Regions from separate parts of the Mus musculus genome. Here regions 1 and 2 are each linked to region 3. Evidence: chromatin contacts called from public HiChIP or PLAC-seq and promoter capture Hi-C data. All regions are on one chromosome and are shown on one strand. The core of a region is the stretch at or near the end of the contact, and the rest is flanking DNA. Distances in the headings are between cores, read along the strand shown. Region 1 has its middle 19 kb from the start of Colq. Region 2 has its middle 45 kb from the start of Btd. Region 3 holds the start of Dph3 (diphthamine biosynthesis 3).

Region 1 (3,810 bases), core at 201-2,700, 490 kb before region 3:
GGTTGGAGTGGGAGGCTGCTCTGCTGGCTGCTAAGCATTTCTGGGAGCAGTACATATACCACACAACTCAAAGCTCAGTTTTTCTATCACCCTCCCTAGAGAGAAGAGAAAGTGAGGCTCCCAGAGGCTGAAACCTACCAAAGCAGAAACAGTCTGGGCACAAGCTCATCATGTGCAAAGCCTTTCCCCACCAGATACTATCTGTCCAAAATGGCAGACCTGTCTTGCAGAATGAATTCTGTACACACACATACAAACACACACACACACACACACACACACACACACACACACACACACACTCACACATACTCACATACACACACACACACTCACACACACATACTCGCACACTTACACACACTCACACACACTCACAACATACATACTCACACACACACCTGTCCCCTAAATGCAAGGAGACCTCAAGACTATGCCGGGGGCAGCCTAGAGACTCCTTCCAGGATGCACAGCTGAAACCAGAGCCCCAGCTGCCACTGTGAGATCTGCCACACCTATTTGTACCAAGGCCACACCTTCCAGGTATTGTGTTATTCACCACAATGAGTCCAGCAAGGATGAGAAGGTGGCCCTGTTCCCAGAGACCTGAGAACTCTCTGGGAGAAGCTTGGTTCCATTTTCCTTAACTTCTTGAAACGTGGACTCTTCATCTGAGCCTTCCCTCTGGGGTCCCACCTCCACCATTGCCTGACAGTTTAGCCAACCTTTTCAAAAGTCCCCAGGTGGTGTCACTGGCCTCCCAAGAGGACCTTGGCTAAGTTAATGCATTATCATTGGTCTCCCAAGAGGACCCTGGCTAAGTCAATGCATTATCATTGGTCTCCCAAGAGGACCTGCACTACAATGGCCTTCTTTACTTGTGTTTCCTATATGGGAAAGGGAGGTAAAATTACCACCCTGGCAAATTTACCAGATGAAACTGGCCAAGATTTTTAAAGATTAAGACCACACAACAAAAAACAAGAACAAACAAAACAAAGTAAAACAATCAACTACAGCTGTTTCAGTGTTTGTCGTTATCACTGGCCTCAATGACTGGAAGGAAGGCAGTTCAGGAAAAAGTAACCGATCAGCAATGTTAGAAATCCACTCCCAGTGTTGTTAATACCTTAGGGGCAGACATTTGATAGTCAGCTTTTTCGCTGCCGTACTAAAATACCTGAGAAAATCAACTTAACAAAAGAAACAACATCTCAGCTAATGGTTTCTCAGTTTGTATTGGTAGGCCCCACTGGGGACTGTGGCAAGGTAGGATGCTGTGTTAGGGAGCATATATATAATAGAGCAAAGATGATGGCCTTGTGGCGACTAGGAAGCAAAAATAGGGGAAGGGTCGGGGTTTAATACACCTTCAAGAACAAACTTCCTTCAACTAGGCCCCACGCCCCAACAATGCCACAGACATTTAGCATATGGGCTCTTGGAGAACATTTAAAATCTATACTGTAACAATAAGAAAACACTGCAGGCTCAGGAAACGCTCACTGGAGGCTTCCCATCATCCTTTGCTTCTGAAGGACGGAGGTAAGGGATGTGCTGAGTGTCAGACCTCTAGAAGCACAGCTGTTTGCCAGTACACTGACCGTTGCTTTTCGAGAACTAGCTTCTGGGTGAGAAAGGAGAAGTCTCTGAGAGTCCCTCAGGACTGAGGCTGTAGATCAGTTGGCAGAGAGCTTGCATAACACGCACAAAGCCCTGGGTTCCATCCCCAGCAGTGAGTAAATGGGACACAGTCATGTGTGCTGTAACCCCAGCTCTTAGACGGTCAAGGAAGTAGGATCAGAAGTTCACGGTCATCAGCTGCATAGTGAATTCGAGGTCAACTAGAGTTACAGGAAATGTCATCTCAAGAAAATATTCATTAGGTATAGAATCCACACACAAAATATGCAAACATTAAACATAAAATACAGTGGAAGTTGAAAACATATTTACATTGACAATGAAACAGATATGTGTCCAGAAACAAATTTAACAAAAGTTCTGTAATGTCAGTATCATAAAACCTTAAAAACCTTGCTGAAGGACAAACACCAACAAGCAAACAAAACAAAACTTCAGGAAACTGAAAGATGCTATTCTCTAATAGAATACCCAGCGGTGGTGGCGCACGCCTTTGATCCCAGCACTTGGAGACAGAGGCAGGAGGATCTCTGCCTTCAAAGACAGCCTGGTCTACAGAGAGAGCTCTGGGACAGCCTGGGCTACAGAGAAACCCTATCTTAAAAAAAAAAACAGACAAACAAACAAAAACAAATGAAGCTTAAAAAATAACAACAAAACACAAAACAAACAAAAAGAAGTAACAAATAAGACACAAAATTTCTCAGATGTCGTTTCCTACTGACTTGACCACTTAGGGACACTGTTTCAACCACAGCTTTTCCTCCTGTATGGAGGGATGCGCTGACCCTGGGGGTTTGCCCCTCCTGGTGGGATGCTCTGGTCCCAGTGAAGTCAAACTTCACCAGCAGTGGCTGTCAGCTCACTTTTCATGCGTAAACCAACCAATCCCAGGCTGAGCACCCCAGTTTTCCCCTTTGTGGTCCACATTTATCTGCTCTCCATTCTGGATCCTCCTGCCCTAAGTTTGTCAGTGCTACTTGGAGTCAACTGGGGACAGCCCCACACTACCCAAGACCTGCCCTGATCGGGTTTCCCCATCTTCGCCTTTTTCTTCTGTCAATGACTCAGTAATGCTCTCTGCTTGAGTGTTGCCTCATGAATCTCTGTGGGATGTGGTACATCTCCTATTCTCCCTTGCCTCTTCTCTCATACATTACATTCTGACCAGTTTCCCCTCCCTCCGCTCCTTCTAGGCCCTCCTTCTCCCCAGATCCACTCCTCCCATTTTCTTTCAGAAAAGGGTAGAACTCCTAATGTTATCAACCAGCCATGCCATATCAAGTTGCAGTAAGACTAGGCAACTGCCCTCATATTAAGGCTGGACAAGGCAACCCAGTAGGAGGACAGGGGTTCCAAAAGCAAGCAAAAGAAATCAGCTCCCGCTCTCACTGTTAGACTCCCACAAGAACACCAAGCTACACGACTGTAACATATATGCAGAAGACCTAGGTCAGAGCCATACAGGCTCCATGGTTGTTGTTTCAGTCTCTGAGAGACCCTATGAGCCCAGCTTAGTTGATTCTGTGGGTTTTCTTGTGGTGTCCTTGACCCCTCTGGCTCCTACAATCCTTCCTCCCCCTCTTCTGCAGGAATCTTCCAGCTCTGCCTAAGGTTTGGCTGTGGGTCTCTGCATTTGTTTCCATCAGTTGCTGGATCGTATCCCTGATGAGGATTAGGGTAGGCTCCCATCTACAAGTACAGCAGAATATCAATAGTAATCATTTCTTTGACTTTGGGGAGTTGGGGTGGCCCAACTAACCTGGGCTCATAGTTGCCTGATCAGAGAAGATGGTCAGTTCAGACTCTCTAGTCCCCATTGTTAGTACTTTTCACTAGGGTTACCCTTGTAGACTCCGTGGAGTTTCCATTACACTAGGTCTCTACATCATTTCCCAAATGCCCTCCAACTCCAATCATCTCTCCCTGTACTCTCTCGCTCCAATCTTTTCCCTCCTGTTCCCACCCCCATCCTCAGTCCACTGGTGAAATCTATTCTATTTCCCCTTCCCAGGGAGATCCATGCATACCACTTGAGCTCTCCTTGTTACTTAGTGTCTTAGTGTTTCCATTGCTGAGAAGAGATATCATGACCAAGGCAACTCTCATAGAGGACAACATTTAATTGGGGCTGGCTTACAGTTTCAGAGGTTCAGTTCATTATCA
Region 2 (3,674 bases), core at 245-2,744, 400 kb before region 3:
CCAGGCCATTAAGCACAGCTTCTCAGTGTACCGCCTAGTGTTTTCTTGCCCATGCTTTGGCAACCCCCACCCCCATTTCCTAGATATCTGGATCATATCTTTGGGAGTCACAACTACTCCAGATCAGCTGCACCTGCCTTAGAAGGCAGTACTGCAGGCAAGACAGGGCTCAGAGCCCTGCAGCCCTGCCCTCAGCTGCTGCAGCTCTCAGTAACTCAGCAAGATGCAATGCTGGTGATTGGTGCAATGCAGGATTTGAGACTGGTCTATATGTGGGGCCTGTGATTGGTAGAACTGGAAACTGTACTGAGGTTGGTGCAAATACAGTCTACACCAGCGGGGGGGGGGGGGGGTAAGGCTCAAAAACCTTAATTTGTACACACACTCTCATCTTGAGTCAGCCTTGAGGAGCCTTCTCTGCCCTGTAGTGCTCCATTAGGCCAGGCTTTCACCCTCGGCTTCTGAGAACATGCTGAGGATACTAAAGCAGAGACATTCTGGGAAGAAGGGCACTCTGGGCCCAAGGGCTTCTGTGTACTTTGTCAGATATTTGTCGCACAGAAGGAATTGATCACTGATGTCTTTGAGGGTAGACTTGAAGCCACCTCAGGCTCCACCCTCCCTAACTTCCTTCCACAAAGGCATTTCCTTTAGTCAGACTCTTGCACAGTGAATGTGCGTTTTTGCAGACGCAGACCAAGGCAGTAGGTTTTAGATGACTTTTGAATGATTTTCATTCCCTGAAAAAACATAACGTCTTCTTTAGGAGAAGAGTGTCATAGCAGCAAAGTGTTTGGCAAGTCGCCTTTCAGGAGTGCTCCCTAACACCAGACCATGTCCCATCTCCTCTGCATGTGTCCCTCCTACCGATCTTCCATGATCCCTTCTCAAAAAAAAAAAAAAAAAAAAAAACAAGAAGCCCCCAAGCAACAGCAGCCAGAGAGATAAAAGAATAGGAAAAAATGTTAAATGTTCTCATTTTACAAACAAAACCCTCAAAACACTTGAAGTTCAGAGAAGTTAAATGACTAGTTTTAAAGTCACAAAGCCATCAACTCACTGAGTTCAGATTCTAGGCTGTCTATTATCTCATTTAATCCTTCCCATAAAATGCCAGGGCAGAGAAGAGAGCTAACCTTTACCCTGTGCGTGTTACACACCAGCCCCCTTCCACGCACTCTCACTTAATTCCCACCACGTCTGTAGCAGAGATGGCAGCACTGCTCGGAAACCCTGTACATCGCACACCACTATTGTTTCACAGCCAGGAAACAAAGGCAAGGAAAAGTGAAGAGATGGCCCTGTCAGGAGGCAACACTGTCACAGCCATTGGGAAAGGCTCTCTGCTTCAGCTCCCCTTCACAGAGGTCTGCTCGAAGCCCTGCCACTCACGGTGGGGTTCTGCGGGAATTCTACCTTCCTCTTGCCTGAACCCTACACCATGCTTTTCATGACTTGAGACACATATAAAACACAGTCAGGGTTAGCTGGACTCTAGCACTGAGACTCTGCAGCAATCGCTCTGATGGGCAGGATGGCTAAGGGATGGGCAGGCGCTGGTATGTCCAGGGTGGATACGCGGGGCGTGCGAATGACCCGTGTCCCCTGTGTCCCCTAGAGGGGCAGAGAGGGCGAGGAGCTGCTTTACCACACTAACCAGAACGGTGCACAGCTTCGGGACTTGAGAACTGCTTACTTCCTGATTTTGACATTTTCATTTTCTGGTCTACAGTGAAACCACAAAGGGGAGAACACCCTTTATCTGGCTTGGTAAGGTCTGTTGCCTATTTTCCACAAAGGGTTATTATAGATCTATTTTTAAATTAATATTCTATTTTCCAAATTCAGAGCCTTAACCTCTCTTTTCCAAGGCTTTAAAAAGAGTTTAACATTTTTTTGTTTTATTATTTGGGAATCTCACATGCACCCGTTATGCTTGCTTCCCCCATGTGAGCCCCCCTCACTGGTGACCCTCCACCTCCTAAAAAGAAAAAGAATGAAAGAAAGAAAACCCACAAGTCCATTTTGTGTTGTCCACACAATCATGGAGCATGGACAATTCCTAGTGGTCAGTCTCCCAAGGGAAGATGAGTCTTTCCCACCTGCATCCCCACCATAGGCCATCAACTGTGGAGAGCAGTGAGACAGCTGGGGAAGAGCAGGACGGTTCCCTCAAACTTGTGCCATGGTTGGCACCTCTGTGAGGCTGCTGCAATGTCAGGGCCAGCTCATACTTCCACAGGTGCAGGCCAGCTCTCTGGCATGCCCACACCATGCTGGTGAGGGGTGGGGCCAGCTCTCCCTGATCCACAGACATAAACATGGCAGCCCAGACCATGGACATCAGACCTCAGGAGTAATGTAGGCCACAGACATCAACACAGCCCCTGGTCTTATCAGGACCAGTGACCTACTCATGGCCCTCAGTGGGTGCACAGACCATGGACTTCATGTCCTCAGACGGCTACACATGCCAATCACAACTAGCAGGCCCTCAGAGGGCATCACCAAGGCAACCAGTCACCAGGACAGACTACAAACATCCACATAGATCTCAGGCTTCCTGGATGCCTGGGGCAGTAGAATGGACCAGACACCAACATGGCCCCTGGTGGCATCATGGACAAAGGTGGTCTTTCAAGGAGATCCAATCCAGTCGTCTCAGGCTTCATTGTTGCCTAGAGCCAAGGTGATCCTGTGGCCCCTCAGCTGGGGCTGAGTCTGTATCTGCATAAGTTCCAGGTTGTTGCACCACTCTGCCAACCTTACATTCCATTTTTCTATTTTTCCCCATCTCTGCATCATGTCTATGTTCATCTTAATGGTGCCCACTGCCCTCCTCCGCCCACAGTGAGGGCAGGGTGGCTCGTTCTATGGATTTTAAAGTCATCTGTACATTTTGGATAACACTCCTTTATTGGCTATGCCTTTTGTTAGTATTTTATCCTAGCCTATGTCCTGCCTTTCATTCTCTTCCAGTCAACTTGTGCAAAGAATTTAAACATTTTATTGAAGCTTAGCTTCTCTTCTTTACAGATGGAGCCTAAAACCTGCCAAATCCCAGCTCACTGAGGTTTTGCATCTAGATCTGAAATCCATTTCTGAACTCGGTTCTGAGAAGTATGTACATCTGTGTCTATACTTTCAGTAGATGTCCATGAATCCCTGCTGTCTGCCTAAATGGTTTTCTTTGGCTCTATTATATCCCCCTAACTCTATTGTCAAAGATTAGCTGACTATTGATTCCTATGCCTGCACTCTATTCTGTTCCACTTTCTCCCAGTGTCATACTCTGCAGTCAGTAGTCTATCGTTTACTATAGCTTTATGTTATGCTATGAAGTCAACTCTGACATTTCTCTTTGTTCTCTAGTGTTCTATGAGAAGTTCTGGACTTTCCTTTATATTCAAACTTTAGAATCCTTTTGTTTGCAAATATACTGGCTGGAATTTTCATCTGGGCTGTATTGACTCTTTAATTGTGGAGGGGGTAGATATCTGATATCTTCATATTACTGATGTATAGATATGAAGTATTGTTAGTTCACCTCATGCAGTGAATACACACATTTTCCTTTTTGTCACTTTTCACAAATTGTGTTTCAAGGAACATGTCTCTTTAATCTAGGTTATAAAAACTATGTGTAGAAAGTTGTTCTTCGCAATCCTTTATTA
Region 3 (3,618 bases), core at 251-2,750:
GTCCCTAGTCTGTCCATTGTTCTTTGCTCCATAAACCATTTTAAAATAAGAATGAATCATTACATTTCTATTATTGTCTAAATTAACACCTGCTTCTCCCACAAAGTTCTGTGCTTTGGTCCAACTTACCCTATAGTCATTTTAGAATTTATCCTCTAGACTGTTACATTCTGTACTTAGACTCCAAAGCACTAACTGAGCTTTGGGTGGGAAGTAAAGATATTTACCCCTTTTCTATTGCCATTCCTAATGGATACAAAGGAACATGGAACTGTAACATTACATCTAGGAACTATATCTCAAACAAGGTAGATTCTGTACATAAGCTAGGCAAGCAATAAAATGCAATCTTCTAAAAATATCCTAGAGCTCTGAACAAACTAAATATTAAATACAAGAGAAATGTCAAAAGGAAGAACATCAATTAAAATAACCATAATTTTTCATTCCTGATTAAGTCATCAATTTTCATTACAAAGCAATTTCTTTATTGCCCTTTCCAAAGTGATCATAAGTTACATAAAAGGCAGATCTCTGTGAATTCAAGGCCAGCCTGGTTCACATCATGAGTTCCAGTATAGCCAGGGCTACTTAAGGTCCCTGTCTCAAAAAACAAACCAACACCCAACACTCTTCCGCCCTTTTCTATCAGACAGGCTCCTTTAGGCCCTTGTCATTAGCTCACACCACCCATCCCCTTTAACATATCCCTTACTTTGTCATAAATCACTTTTATAATGAGTGAGCAGCTAGGACACGTGGCCACATCTTCTCCATTTTCCAAATCTTCCTACAACGCAATCAAACAACATATGGTCAGCATAGCCTTTCGTCAACTTCCCATAAATCTCTCCTATGTCTATGGGCAAGTCTTTAGTTGGGTAACAACACAAAGAACTTTCCTCCCAAGTGTCATCTAGGAAAAAAAAACAGGGAGATTAGATTGGTTCGATCGCCTCCAAAACCCTGGGGTACAAAATCAAGTTCCCTTCTTCAAAGAAGCTCCCAGGGGAAAAAAAAATAGAAAAAAAAGAAAAACACTTAGGGGCGGGACTACGGAGAACAGCGCCCTTAACCCGACCCTGTATGCTAGACAGCCTAGGTTACTACTTTAGGGGCGGGGGTTCGGAAGAACACGTGGGTAACTGAGCCTTCCCAGGGACACCGGAAGCGACAATGCGCAAGCTCGAGGGATCGCCGGCGGGCCCTTTAGAGTACCTTGGTGATGGCAAAGTTATCCCCACAGGGGCAAGGGTAGAAATATGTCTCCGAGTCCTCGTCATATTGAAAGTCCTCGATCTCCACCTCGTCGTGAAACACCGCCATGGTCACCCGGTCGGCACCGCATCAGCTTGCCTACCTGCGCCCAGGCAGGGTAAGGCCCGGTCTTCCCGGTCCACCCTGGCGCAGGAACAGTCACTTCCGGACGCACAGGCGATGACGTAACTTCTACCGCCGCGGCCAAAAGGGTGACCCGGTCGCGGTCGCCATGGAGATAGCGCCGGAAAGATGGTGCTTCCTGCGCAGCAGCGTTGCGCAGTTCTCCGTCCACTGGGTGCCAGCGACCAATAGTGTGAAGGGCTCCCTCTCATGGCGGTTACGTCAGTCCGGGGCCCGGGGAGTTTGGGCTTGGGATATAAACGAGTTTTCTATGCAGGTGGAGTCTTGTCCTCCATAGCTGACTTCAGAGGACATTAAAAGAATTGGCGGAGGCTACGCCCTCTTGAAAGGGGGAATCATTGAGGCTCAGGGAGCCACACAGCGTCCTCTCCAGTTCTCGGCCCACAGCGCTCCTGCAATTGCGTTTCAGGCGACCTTGAACTCTGAGTGACTCTTGGCCTGTTATGAGTTCTTGCCTGCAGGTACATCACTGCCTCTCTCACCCCAGCCACTTTCTGATACCCCGGTTGTGTTGTAGAGAACCAAGATCTGCAAGACAGGGGCGAGTTCTAGCCATATTTTAAATATTCACTGCAGTGGTGGGCACAGTAGCTTTTAATTATTGGGGTTTTTAGTGGGCAACCTATATGTTAAACTTGATCTTGAGGTTCAAAAATCCATTTTATTCATCTTTAACATAGATTTAGAGACTGGGCATCTTGCCCAAGATTGCATACCTAGGCCATAACGATGAGCCTAGCTGTCTCTAAAGCCCAGGAACAAATTATTTATGTGAACTTTAGTTCTCGGTAAAAGGAATGGTGTTCCTGGTATTTTCGTCAGCGTGCAGCCTCTTCTTTGAGAAGCACGTTGTTCCGAGAGCCGTGCTGGGCTTGTTCCGGTTACAACCAGGGACTTTGGAGTAGTGCTAAGCAGTTACTCATCTCACTGGAGGAGTGCAGTGTAGTGAAAAGTAGTATGGCAGAACTGGATTCCAGTTTGACTTGAAGAGCTCTGGGGGTTGGAAAATTACATTCTTTGGTTCTTACATCCTCTTCTGAGAGTAGATCCTTTGGAATCTAACATTCTTTTGCACGAGAATGAATAGTTCAGCAGTCATGTATGACTTATGTAGTTTACATTTCTGTAACAGTGTTTAAGTATGTACAGTTGTGTGCATAAATTACCAATTTTGTGCATGTTTAAAGGACACTATATTTTGAAGCCTTTTTGAAGTGTGAAAACCTATGGGCAGAGAAGCCTTTGGGAGGAAAAAACCCAGAACTTAAGTGTATGGAAGGTTGTTTCAAAGATCTCCATTCCTTTTTTTTTTTTTTTTTTTAACATAATTGAAGATCTAAATAGCAATTAGGAGATCTTTGTAGCCTGTTGCAGGTTAGCTGTAGCCTGTCTGGGCAGAAGAGAAATGCAGTGAAAGCCTTCTATCTTTATGGGTATAAATACTTCCCAGGTAACCTCTGGGACACAGGAAGAAAACTGATTTCCAAGTGTCTGTCTTTAGTTCAGATGATCTTTAGTTCTTATGAGCCATTCTTGAATGCGCAGAAATGGATGCAGTTGTTGGTAGGGAATGGCCTGGCAAGTATATCGATCTGTAACCCCAGCATTGATGCAAGCAGGGGCAGAAACAGGTGGATCTCTGGAGCGCAGGGGCCGACAAGTTGGTGAGCTCCATATTGGGGAGGCTACCGGCCACACGAGGCTCGTAGTGTGTATAAGTTCTTAGGTCTTTTATTTAAAAAGCAAACACACAAAAGGCTGAAGAGCTGGTTCATCAGTTAATATCACTGCTGCTCTTCCTGAAGACCGACGTTAAATTCCTAGCACCTATATTGAAGTTAGTTATGTCTATAACTCCAGTTCCGGGCCACCCTTTTCTGGCCATGTGGTTGCTGGGAATTGAACTCAGGATCTCTAGAAGTGTAGTCAGTGCTCTTAACTGCCAAGCCATCTCTCCAGCCCTGGACCTGATGTTTTAGAAAGCAGTTCAGACCCATCAAAAACAAATTTCTGGGGCATCTTAAAGACTGAAGTTATAATCAGCTAGCTTTTCTTTTTAACTTCTCAACAAATCATTTGTGTGCATATTATTTAAAATAGTAAAGGAAAAACTTAATGAGCCATTTATTTATGGTAGTTGACACTGGGTTCTGGATAATTCTTATGTGTGTTTGATCATTAGAATAACACAGTGAGGGCTGGTGAGATGGCTCAGTG

What was found. Promoter capture Hi-C pulls out the DNA fragments that hold promoters and counts their contacts. HiChIP or PLAC-seq counts read pairs in DNA pulled down with a chosen protein or histone mark.
Region 1: a contact with region 3 is called in a promoter capture Hi-C map of pre-B cells, with 3 times the contacts expected there. The contact joins the enhancer-like site here to the promoter of Dph3 in region 3. A contact is called at or near these places in 13 of 39 promoter capture datasets (the 3T3-L1 cell line, 3T3-L1-derived adipocytes, the C10 cell line and 6 more), 2 of 15 datasets of contacts at CTCF or cohesin (embryonic stem cells and stem cell-derived epiblast-like cells), 7 of 484 Hi-C or Micro-C datasets (the HL-1 cell line, the N1E-115 cell line, Sertoli cells and 2 more), 11 of 115 datasets of contacts at active chromatin or transcription factors (the 230-238 cell line, T-cell acute lymphoblastic leukemia, acute myeloid leukemia and 4 more) and 1 of 9 other capture datasets (embryonic stem cells).
Region 2: an H3K4me3 HiChIP or PLAC-seq map of pro-B cells shows a contact between it and region 3, with 3 times the contacts expected there. The contact joins the enhancer-like site here to the promoter of Dph3 in region 3. A contact is called at or near these places in 11 of 39 promoter capture datasets (the 3T3-L1 cell line, the HPC-7 cell line, embryonic stem cells and 6 more), 1 of 15 datasets of contacts at CTCF or cohesin (embryonic stem cells), 1 of 484 Hi-C or Micro-C datasets (regulatory T cells), 19 of 115 datasets of contacts at active chromatin or transcription factors (the 230-238 cell line, T-cell acute lymphoblastic leukemia, acute myeloid leukemia and 10 more) and 3 of 9 other capture datasets (adipose tissue, embryonic stem cells and pancreatic islet).

Annotation. Positions count from the first base shown.
Region 1 is chr14:31,594,976-31,598,785 of GRCm38.p6, forward strand. No RefSeq gene overlaps it. Among named protein-coding and RNA genes, the nearest start is that of Colq, 19 kb to the left of the region's middle. Within about 2 kb of position 1,451, at least 42 of the 459 cell types and tissues checked have an H3K27ac peak or open chromatin away from gene starts, as enhancers often do. A contact at or near this core is called in the 230-238 cell line, acute myeloid leukemia, hematopoietic stem and progenitor cells and 2 more, where this site is marked.
Region 2 is chr14:31,684,232-31,687,905 of GRCm38.p6, forward strand. No RefSeq gene overlaps it. Among named protein-coding and RNA genes, the nearest start is that of Btd, 45 kb to the left of the region's middle. Within about 2 kb of position 1,495, at least 112 of the 459 cell types and tissues checked have an H3K27ac peak or open chromatin away from gene starts, as enhancers often do. A contact at or near this core is called in the 230-238 cell line, the HPC-7 cell line, acute myeloid leukemia and 5 more, where this site is marked.
Region 3 is chr14:32,084,192-32,087,809 of GRCm38.p6, forward strand. It overlaps Dph3 (diphthamine biosynthesis 3), which reads right to left and starts at 1,501. Exons shown (of 3, transcript NM_172254.4): 1 at 1,219-1,501; 2 at 716-790. The coding sequence starts at 1,326. Oxnad1 (oxidoreductase NAD-binding domain containing 1) reads left to right here and starts at 1,537. Exons shown (of 8, transcript NM_145460.2): 1 at 1,537-1,862.